2 separate regions of the Oryctolagus cuniculus genome follow, and region 2 is linked to region 1. Evidence: chromatin contacts called from public Micro-C data. All regions are on one chromosome and are shown on one strand. The core of a region is the stretch at or near the end of the contact, and the rest is flanking DNA. Distances in the headings are between cores, read along the strand shown.

The links. Hi-C and Micro-C count contacts between places; a contact is called where the count stands out from the background.
Region 2: a Micro-C map of ear pinna shows a contact between it and region 1, with 4 times the contacts expected there. The contact joins the promoter of GALNT15 here to the enhancer-like site in region 1. A contact is called at or near these places in 6 of 6 Hi-C or Micro-C datasets (ear pinna, embryonic fibroblasts, liver and 3 more).

What each region holds. Positions count from the first base shown.
Region 1 is chr4:151,631,140-151,635,080 of mOryCun1.1, reverse strand. No RefSeq gene overlaps it. Among named protein-coding and RNA genes, the nearest start is that of GALNT15, 120 kb to the left of the region's middle. Within about 2 kb of position 2,355, at least 4 of the 8 cell types and tissues checked have an H3K27ac peak or open chromatin away from gene starts, as enhancers often do. A contact at or near this core is called in ear pinna, where this site is marked.
Region 2 is chr4:151,750,786-151,754,878 of mOryCun1.1, reverse strand. It overlaps GALNT15 (polypeptide N-acetylgalactosaminyltransferase 15), which reads right to left and starts at 2,376. Exons shown (of 10, transcript XR_011388396.1): 1 at 432-2,376.

The sequences.
Region 1 (3,941 bases), core at 1,106-3,605:
TACCATCTGAAATTCCCTGGTTCGTTTATGCTCTTTGTCACCGATCAACCATCAGGTGCATGTAAGCAGAAACCTCCATCTGTTTTGTTCACCACTGGAGTCCCCAAAGCCTGGAACACCGTCTGGCATGGTAACCTATGCCAATCCAATCACTTCTCACGGTCCCAGCTTCAGGCACCATAACTAGATCAAGCCCGTATACTGCACTCATCAACCACGGATCCAAAAAACTCTGGGGTTGAAACATCCGCGTGAGTCCAAGACCGAACCCTATTCTAACCCAAATGATCTTGGGTTAGAATGATCTTGGGTGAATTTGTCCATATGTTGAAAGCCTTTCCACACTGACAAGTCTAGAAAATACGCTGGCACGCACTTGATTTTTGAGTGAGGGACTTATTGTGTGACCTGTGACTAGGATTCCCACTTCCTTTGGACAGAATCAGTCTCAAGTTCACCTGCAACTTTTTTTTTAAGATTTAATTATTTATTTGAAAGTCAGAGTTACACAGAGAGAGAAGGAGAGGCAGAAAGAGAGAGAGAGGTCTTCCATCCACTGATCACTCCCCAGTTGGCTGCAATGGCTGGAGCTGTGCTGATCTGAAGCCAGAAGACAGGAGCTTCTTCTGGTCTCCCACGCAGGTGCAGGGACCCAAGGACTTGGGCCATGTTCTACTGCTTTCCCGGGCCACAGCAGAGACCTGGATCGGAAGTGGAGCTGCCGGGACTCAAACTGGCGCCCATATGGGATGCTGGCACTGCAGGTGGTGGCTTTACCCGTTACACCACAGCGCCAGCAACTTTTTGTGTCCCTTTTTTGCCTACAAGCCCGCTTGCCCTTGGCAGACAGCATGTCCCTGCTTTGGTTCAGAAAACGTGGCTGAGTGTAGAGAACAAGGGTCCTAAGGTGTGACTGGGAGAAGGCAGAGGGGAGGGGAGGGGATCTCGGGATCAAGGCACCCCCGCTGCCTCCCAGGCTGCCTAGCTACTGGCAACAAGGGATGCAGGATGCATCGAGAATCTTCTGGAAGTTCTGGGAACCAGAAGAGCAAGGAGGAAGTGAGGAGGAAGCGTGACGCCTCTGGGGGAGGTTACTGAGTGGGGGAGGATCCTGTTAATTCCTCAGAGGTGAGTTCTGAGGTGGACATAATTTTCCACGCAAAGTTATCTCTCTGGGGTTCCCTCCAAATCTTTGTTTCCTTTGTCCACCTTGGAGCCGCAGCATCTAGCGTGTGGAAAAGCATCATCAGTGTGTGTCTAAGATTATGTGAGGCGCTCAGGGAACGTGGGGATTTGTAACAAATGCAAAACAGCGTAAAGTCAGGAGCTGGTGTAAGTGGAGAGCTCCGTGGCTCTTACGGTTTCAGCCTTCTGTGGATCATCCTTCCAGATCATTCCAGCGGCAACAGATGTCGTCTTACGTTGAAAGACCTCCAAGGTAGATTCCACCAGCTTCTTTCATAGCCTTTCCAGCGTCTGCCAGCTCCCCGACGTTAACCAAGTTCTTCTTGGGACCCAACTAAATGCTGCCAGTGGAAGCCCAGGCCACCCAACCAGGGGAACAAGAGGAAGCTTCCATGCGTCTTTCATACAATCTTCCTTGGGTTTTCCAGATGGTCAGTAAGCCACTGGCACCTGGTGACCCCAGTGGAACAGCATTCTTCAAAATTTGAAGAGGCTGTTGGTAGATGCTCAGAGCTGCACTGGGCCTCCCTCGCCGTTGAGAGATCTTTGCCAGGGAGGAAGGGAGGCAGCTCCAAGTGGCACCTCAAGCTGTGCTTGGTGGAGAGGGCGAGTGGGTGAGCGAGCATGAGCTCCTGTGCCCGTGTAGGCTGTCGGTTCCCACCCCAGCCTGCCCGCTGGTGGCTGCTCCCTGGCACCCTGCTCGGAGGACTGAGCCTCCCCCTCCCCGGAAGGGTCCTCTGACCTTCGAGAAATAGAGACCCAAAGTGCCAAGAAAGCCTCACCCGAGAGGAAAAGGAAGCCACAGAGCTGGGTCAGAGGTAAGGTATCGCGCAGTGATAGGATGCATCTGGCGTCAGTGCTTCCAAGGAAGGAAGTTGGGGGGGTGGGCGGTGATCAGACGCTGCCGGCCCCTGAGAATTTTCCCAGGAGCCTCTGACTGCCCAGACTGCGGCTTGAAAAGTCTCTTCCAGCCCACATCCTTATTCTAATAGAAAGGCAACCCGGGAAAGAGAATGGGAGTGCTAAGAGGGTAGGAGTCTGAACCACAGAGCCTTGGGGGTAGAAGCTGTGTGGGGCTGGACTTGGGGACAGGAGAGCATCCTGGCACAGGTGCCCTGCTCAGGAGCTCACAGGTGGCCCCCAAGGCCTGGGAGGAGGCATCCTTCAGGGAAAGCTGCCGTGTGGGGGGCGGGGGCAGAGCGTGCGTCTGAACCTGAGCGAGCCGGGTCCCCTTCAGCTGCGGCTTGGGCTCTGGGAAGCCGCTGGGGGCCTGGAGCTTTGTCCGCACTCGGTCAGTGGTTGGCTCTGAAGTTTCCACCTTCCGTCCATCAGTGGCACAGGCTCTCCACATCTTCCGGGGTGGGTCGGAGTCTGAAGCTAAATTAGCAGATGAAACTCTTGCCCTTATAAAAAAAAAATGCTCCTTGAAAATCCCTTTAATTACAAACACAGAAATACACTATCTTTTCAAAGGTGTTGATGAGATCTGAGAACCACTGAGGGGGGCCCCATTTACACCAGCCACTTCTGCCAATCCATACTCAGCTCGGGCAGCCCCACGTCTCCTCAAACCACCAGCACTCCTCTTAAATGGTCGTGATCTTAGCTTTTGTTCTGTTGTTCCTGAGGGTTTTTTTTTTTTCAGCTGAACACACACAAATGCGCATAGGTCAATAAGCGCACCACACAGCTCTATCGTAAATGTACCTTTAAAAATACCTGTGGATTTGAAAAGTTTGCTGTGACAAAGGTGACTGGAAGCTCAGGGGAGCCTCCATATGAATTTGCATGGCACTTATTGCAATAGCATCCATGGCGGCTTGCAAAGAAGCAAAGGAAAAGATGGGTGTGTGTGGTGAGACTTGTGGACCAGGCAGCATTAGATGATGCTGGATGCAGATGGTCCATCCGGGCTCTGGGTGCACAGCTGAGACGTTATACGCAGGAACCAAAGGGACGCGGTGCTCTGGACCGCCTTCCCCCTCAACGAGACACGTCCGTGCCTCCGTGCCCTCCAGACAAGTGCACCCTCGCTGGCCCAGACAGACACTTTGGCTTTCAACTCACACTTTAAAAGAATGAGCTTTGAACAAAAAAAAATGATGTTCATATTTACTGCCTTGATTCTAATTTTACTTTGTCATTCATAGGCTATTGTGTGCATTGCTGCCCGTAGGCCTACCTTGGAGGTAGACAATGTGCCCATTCGTCAGGTGCAGACACTGAGCCGCCACTGTGTGGGATCAGACAAGCTAAACCATGCAACAGCTGGACCCAGAATCTGTGTTTTCTGATCCAAAGTCTGTCAAGGTTCAAAAAACCACATAAACCAAAATGAACTTTAAGCATCATTGTGCCCTTTCCCTGAGGGCCTGTTTGTTTTTGTCTGACACAAAGGAATGGCCTATGTGACCACTGAACTTCCCTCCTGGTCCTAGAATAGTTCTTGCAATTTTCAACCCAGAGTTCTGCAGGCTGCGGCTCACCTGACCCTGTTCGTTGGCCCCCTCTGGTGGTCATTACAGAAATGGCAGATTGTGGAGCAACCGCGGGGGGCGGTGTTTTCATCAATGGCTGCCTCTTCATCAATAGTGCATTCATGCAAATGGCATCTGCAAGTGCCAGGCTCTGCACTGGGGCATACGTGAATAAACAAGGTAGCGCGTGCCCCCCGAGGGTGGGAGAGACGAGTGAATAGATGATTACGTCTTGGAGAGGTGTGCAGGAAATTGTGGGCATAGGGGATGGGGGTGTGG
Region 2 (4,093 bases), core at 1,127-3,626, 120 kb before region 1:
GGGCTTCGCAAGTCAGCGCCCGAGCAACTCTTCCATTCCACCCGGGTCCGTGGCAAAGTCCACACACACTTCACCTGTTATTTTGCACCAAAGTAAAAGCAAACACAAACAACCATCCCACTACGCAAAGATGCTCAGAGGCGCTGGAAGCAGCCTTGGAGCGGGGCATGGTGGGGGGGATGCACGCTCCGCCCTCCCCCTGCGCTATGCAGATAACGCCAGAGATAACCCCAGAGGGCGCAGACACAGGGGACGGGTGGTGAGGAGGAAGGAGTTGCAGTGGCTCACTTTCCCCTCCCTAGGACAGCGGTTCGTCCCCCGGGGGCTCCTTCAGTACACAGCCCTGGATCCCACCTGCACACGGAGGAGACTCCGGAAGTGCGCGTCCCTGCCCCGCACGCTGGGCAAGGGAAGGCGAGGGCGTTACTTACAGCGGGTGCCGGGCCTCGGGCAGGGCCCTCTGCAGGGGCAGGCGCTCGCTGAGGGCCTCGCTGAGGCCACGTGGGTCCAGGCCCAGTGGGCTCAGGGCCTCTTCTTCAGACACCTCCACGTCCTCCTCCTCGGCCCCCCAGTCTCTGTCTGGGGCTCCCTCGTCCTGCCTCCTTCGAGGCTGCTTGATGAGCCGGTAGGTGCCCCCTCTCCTGCCGCGGCTCTGGTTCCTTCTGGCCCTGGGGGAGGCCACGGCCACCAGCAGCTCATCCTCCCGCAGGGAGATCAAGGGCGGCAGCCCCTCCAGGGGGCCATACTCTTCACCCTCGGCCTCAGCCTCCAGCACCCACTCCTGGGAGTCCCCGAAGTGCAGGCGGTCCCCAGCATCCAGGCTGCGCTGGCTGGCCGGGGCCGTGCCAGGGTGGCGGGCGGTGTGCGTGGGAGGGTGCAGCATGGCTGCCATCACCAGCATGCAGCCCAGCACCGGGAGCAGCAGGAGGAACTGGAGTCGCTGGCGAGGCCCTGGCCGGTACCGCTTTCTCAGCAGCATGGTGCTAGGACTTGCCAAGTGCAACAGGTCATGTTCAAGTTCACGGTCTTGCCCCTCTCTGGACTCTTTGCAGCTTTCAGCGGTTTTCCAGTTGCTTGTTCCACCTGGAGGGTTTTTGCCAGTCTCTCACCCTGCTCCTTTCCCCCCACCTGGCGTTGGCCAGCTGCCGTGTGTGGGACCTGTTTGCACCCGCAATCAGAAAGCCCCAGGACCCAAGTCCCACCCAAGGCTCTCTGGCTGATTTCTGTAATTGCTTCCTGAAAACCCACGCACGGGGATTTCACATGCAACTGCCCGTTCTCCTGTCGCCCTGCTATTCTCTTTGGGAGAACAATGATGACTCTGCGCTGCTCAGGTGCATGGTCCCATGGGTGCCTTTCGCTCTCTACGAGGATGGGCAGACGTCCGGGGGAGCCGTGGAGTCCCCGTCCAGCAGCGGCCGACGGCCATCCTCCTTTGGACGCCTCAAGTCGGGTCAGATCAACAGATGCGAAGCCGGCAGGCAGCGCCTGATTTCCTTTCACACATGCTCCGCTCAGCCCTGAGCCCTGTGCCAGACGCAGCCCGAGCCAAGCCAAGCCTCGCTCCTGGTCCTAATGCCCTCACTGTTCCCAGGCTGCTTCTTCACACAGCCCGGTGGCGTCCCTGCTGGAACCAGATCACAACAGGAACAGCCCAGGAGTTCGGAACTGAATCTCGTTTGGAGGAAGAATTCATTTAGTACCCAAAGGAGCAGGAAAGAGCAGTCTATTTCCTCGTGGTCCAAAAAGGCTGCATGTGAGACGCGGCGGAACCAGCGGTCTCTCTGTATCCTCAGCCTCCCATAGGTGACCTGCCAAGCTGGAATAGACTCTCTGTCTCTTGCTGGGGACCACAGATGCTGTCCTGGACATGAAGCTCTGGGAAAGATGCACTTGCAAAGCATTTCCGCTCCCGCAGCATCAATGGCCTGCCTACTGTGTACCAGCTCCCTTTAGTCAACCAACCCACATTTAGTGAGCATCTGCTATGTGCTAAAACTGTGCTGGGGACTGAAACAAGAGAGGTGAAGAAAATAGGCAAAAAATGTGCACCTTGGGGAACTTCCCTTCTAGTGGGGGAACAGAGAACTCATTAAAACATCTGGCCAGGAGTTAAGACATGGCTTGGGATGCCTGCATCCCATACCAGAGTGCCTAAGTTTGAGTCTCAGCTTCGCTTCTGATTCCAGCTTCCTGCTATTACAGAGCCTGGGGAGGCAGCAGGTGGTGGTCCAAGTACTTGGGTCCTTGACAGGCACGTGGGACAACTGGATGGAGTTCCAGGCTCCTGGCTTCAGCCCAGCCCAGCTTTGGCTATTGTGGGCATTTGGGAAGTGAACCAGAGAATGGGAGATCTCTCCCTTGCTCTGCCTTTCAAATAAACTGAAAATACATAGATAAACATTGAACATATATGGATGCCAGACCAGAGGGTGAAAAGCACTAGGAGGAAAACATTAGGTAGAGATGGGGGTGGGGGTGGAAATTGGCGCTGAGTTGGGGATGCTGTCAGGAAAGAGCTAGCGATTGTGAGCGACAGGTCCCGCAGCTAACCTGGGAGGAGTGTGCAGGTCACAGAGAACAGCGAGGGGAAGCTTTTGAGGCGAGAGCCGGCTTGGCACCGGAAACAGAGCTGGCAGCGTGCAGCATGTGAGAGACTAAGGGAGAGACAGAGGGGCCACGCAGGACGTCCCTGGAACATTGAAGGGGCTTTGATTTTCCTCTGAGTGGGAGGACACACAGTCGGGCTTGGGTTTGGCCCAGGTCACCCTGACTGCTGGGCTGAGATTAGCCACAGTGGAGCAGGAAGACCAGCCAAGACAGCTCAGAGCTGGGTGGTATTGGGGGAGGAGGTGAGTGGTGAGCCATGTCAGGACACGCTTTAAGGGAGACCCTACAGGACTCGCTGATGAGCTGACGTCGGGCATGAGGGAAAGAGAAGACCCAAGGGCAAGTTCTAGCTTTTGGTTGGATCAGTTGGGAGCAAAGAGCTGCCATCCACTAAGACGGAGAAGACGAGGAGCAGCAGGAAGAGGTGACTCTCGGTGGCTGGTTTGGGGGTGTGTGACAGCCAAGGGGGGAGGACCTGAAGGTCCCGGGGGATGCCAGCACACAAGGGTGGTGTTTGAAGTAGGCACTCCACCAAAGGCCGGGTGTGGACAGGAGGGACAAGGAACCCGGTGCACTCAGAGCCCCCCGGCCTCTGCCTCCCAGGCTGCCACAGGGCAGCTGGCCCCCCGTGAGCTGCATTTCATCTGGAAGTGGTAGGAGTGCAGTGGTGAAAACTGCTGTTGGCGGAATTCCTGCAATGGACTTGCTCGTTGTTCCATTTTGATTTTGATCTTAGAATGTGAGCTCAAAATGATTTTTCTTTTGGCTCAGCTGCTTCGAGTATGCGGTGTGTGCCCATGGATGGGTGTGTCTTTGTGAAGTCAGAGGTGAAAGAGTGGGCTGTATGTAGTTGTTCTCATGTGCATGCACACATGGACATGTGTGTTGTTCTCATGTGCGTGCACATATTAACATGCATGTATGTGTGGTTCTCACGTGCACACACTCATATGTGGTTGGTCTCATGTGTGTGCACATGTGAACATGCATGTATGAGTGTGTCTTCATGAAGCTGGAGGTGAAAGGCTATATGAGTTTGTTCTCATGTGTGTGCACATGAACATGCATGTGTGTGTATCTTTGTGAAGTCAGAGGTGAAACAGTGGGCTATATGTAGTTGTTCTCATGTGCGTGCACATGTGCCCACGTGTGTGGTTGTTCTTATGTGTGCACACATATTAACATGCATGTATGTGTGACTTTCATGTGCACACTTGTGTGTGGCTGGTCTTGTGTGTGTACATGTGAACTTGTGTGCCTTCATGAAGCCAGAGTGGGCTATACGTGGTTATTCTCATGTGCATGTGTGTGTTGTTCTCATGTTTGCACACATGAACTTGCATGGATGTGTGGCTTTCATGTGCACACACTCATGTGTGGCTGGTCTTGTGTGTGTACATGTGAACATTTGTGCATATGTGTCTTCATGAAGTCAGAGTGGGCTCTATGTGGTTGTTCTCATGCATGTGCACATGTGAGCATG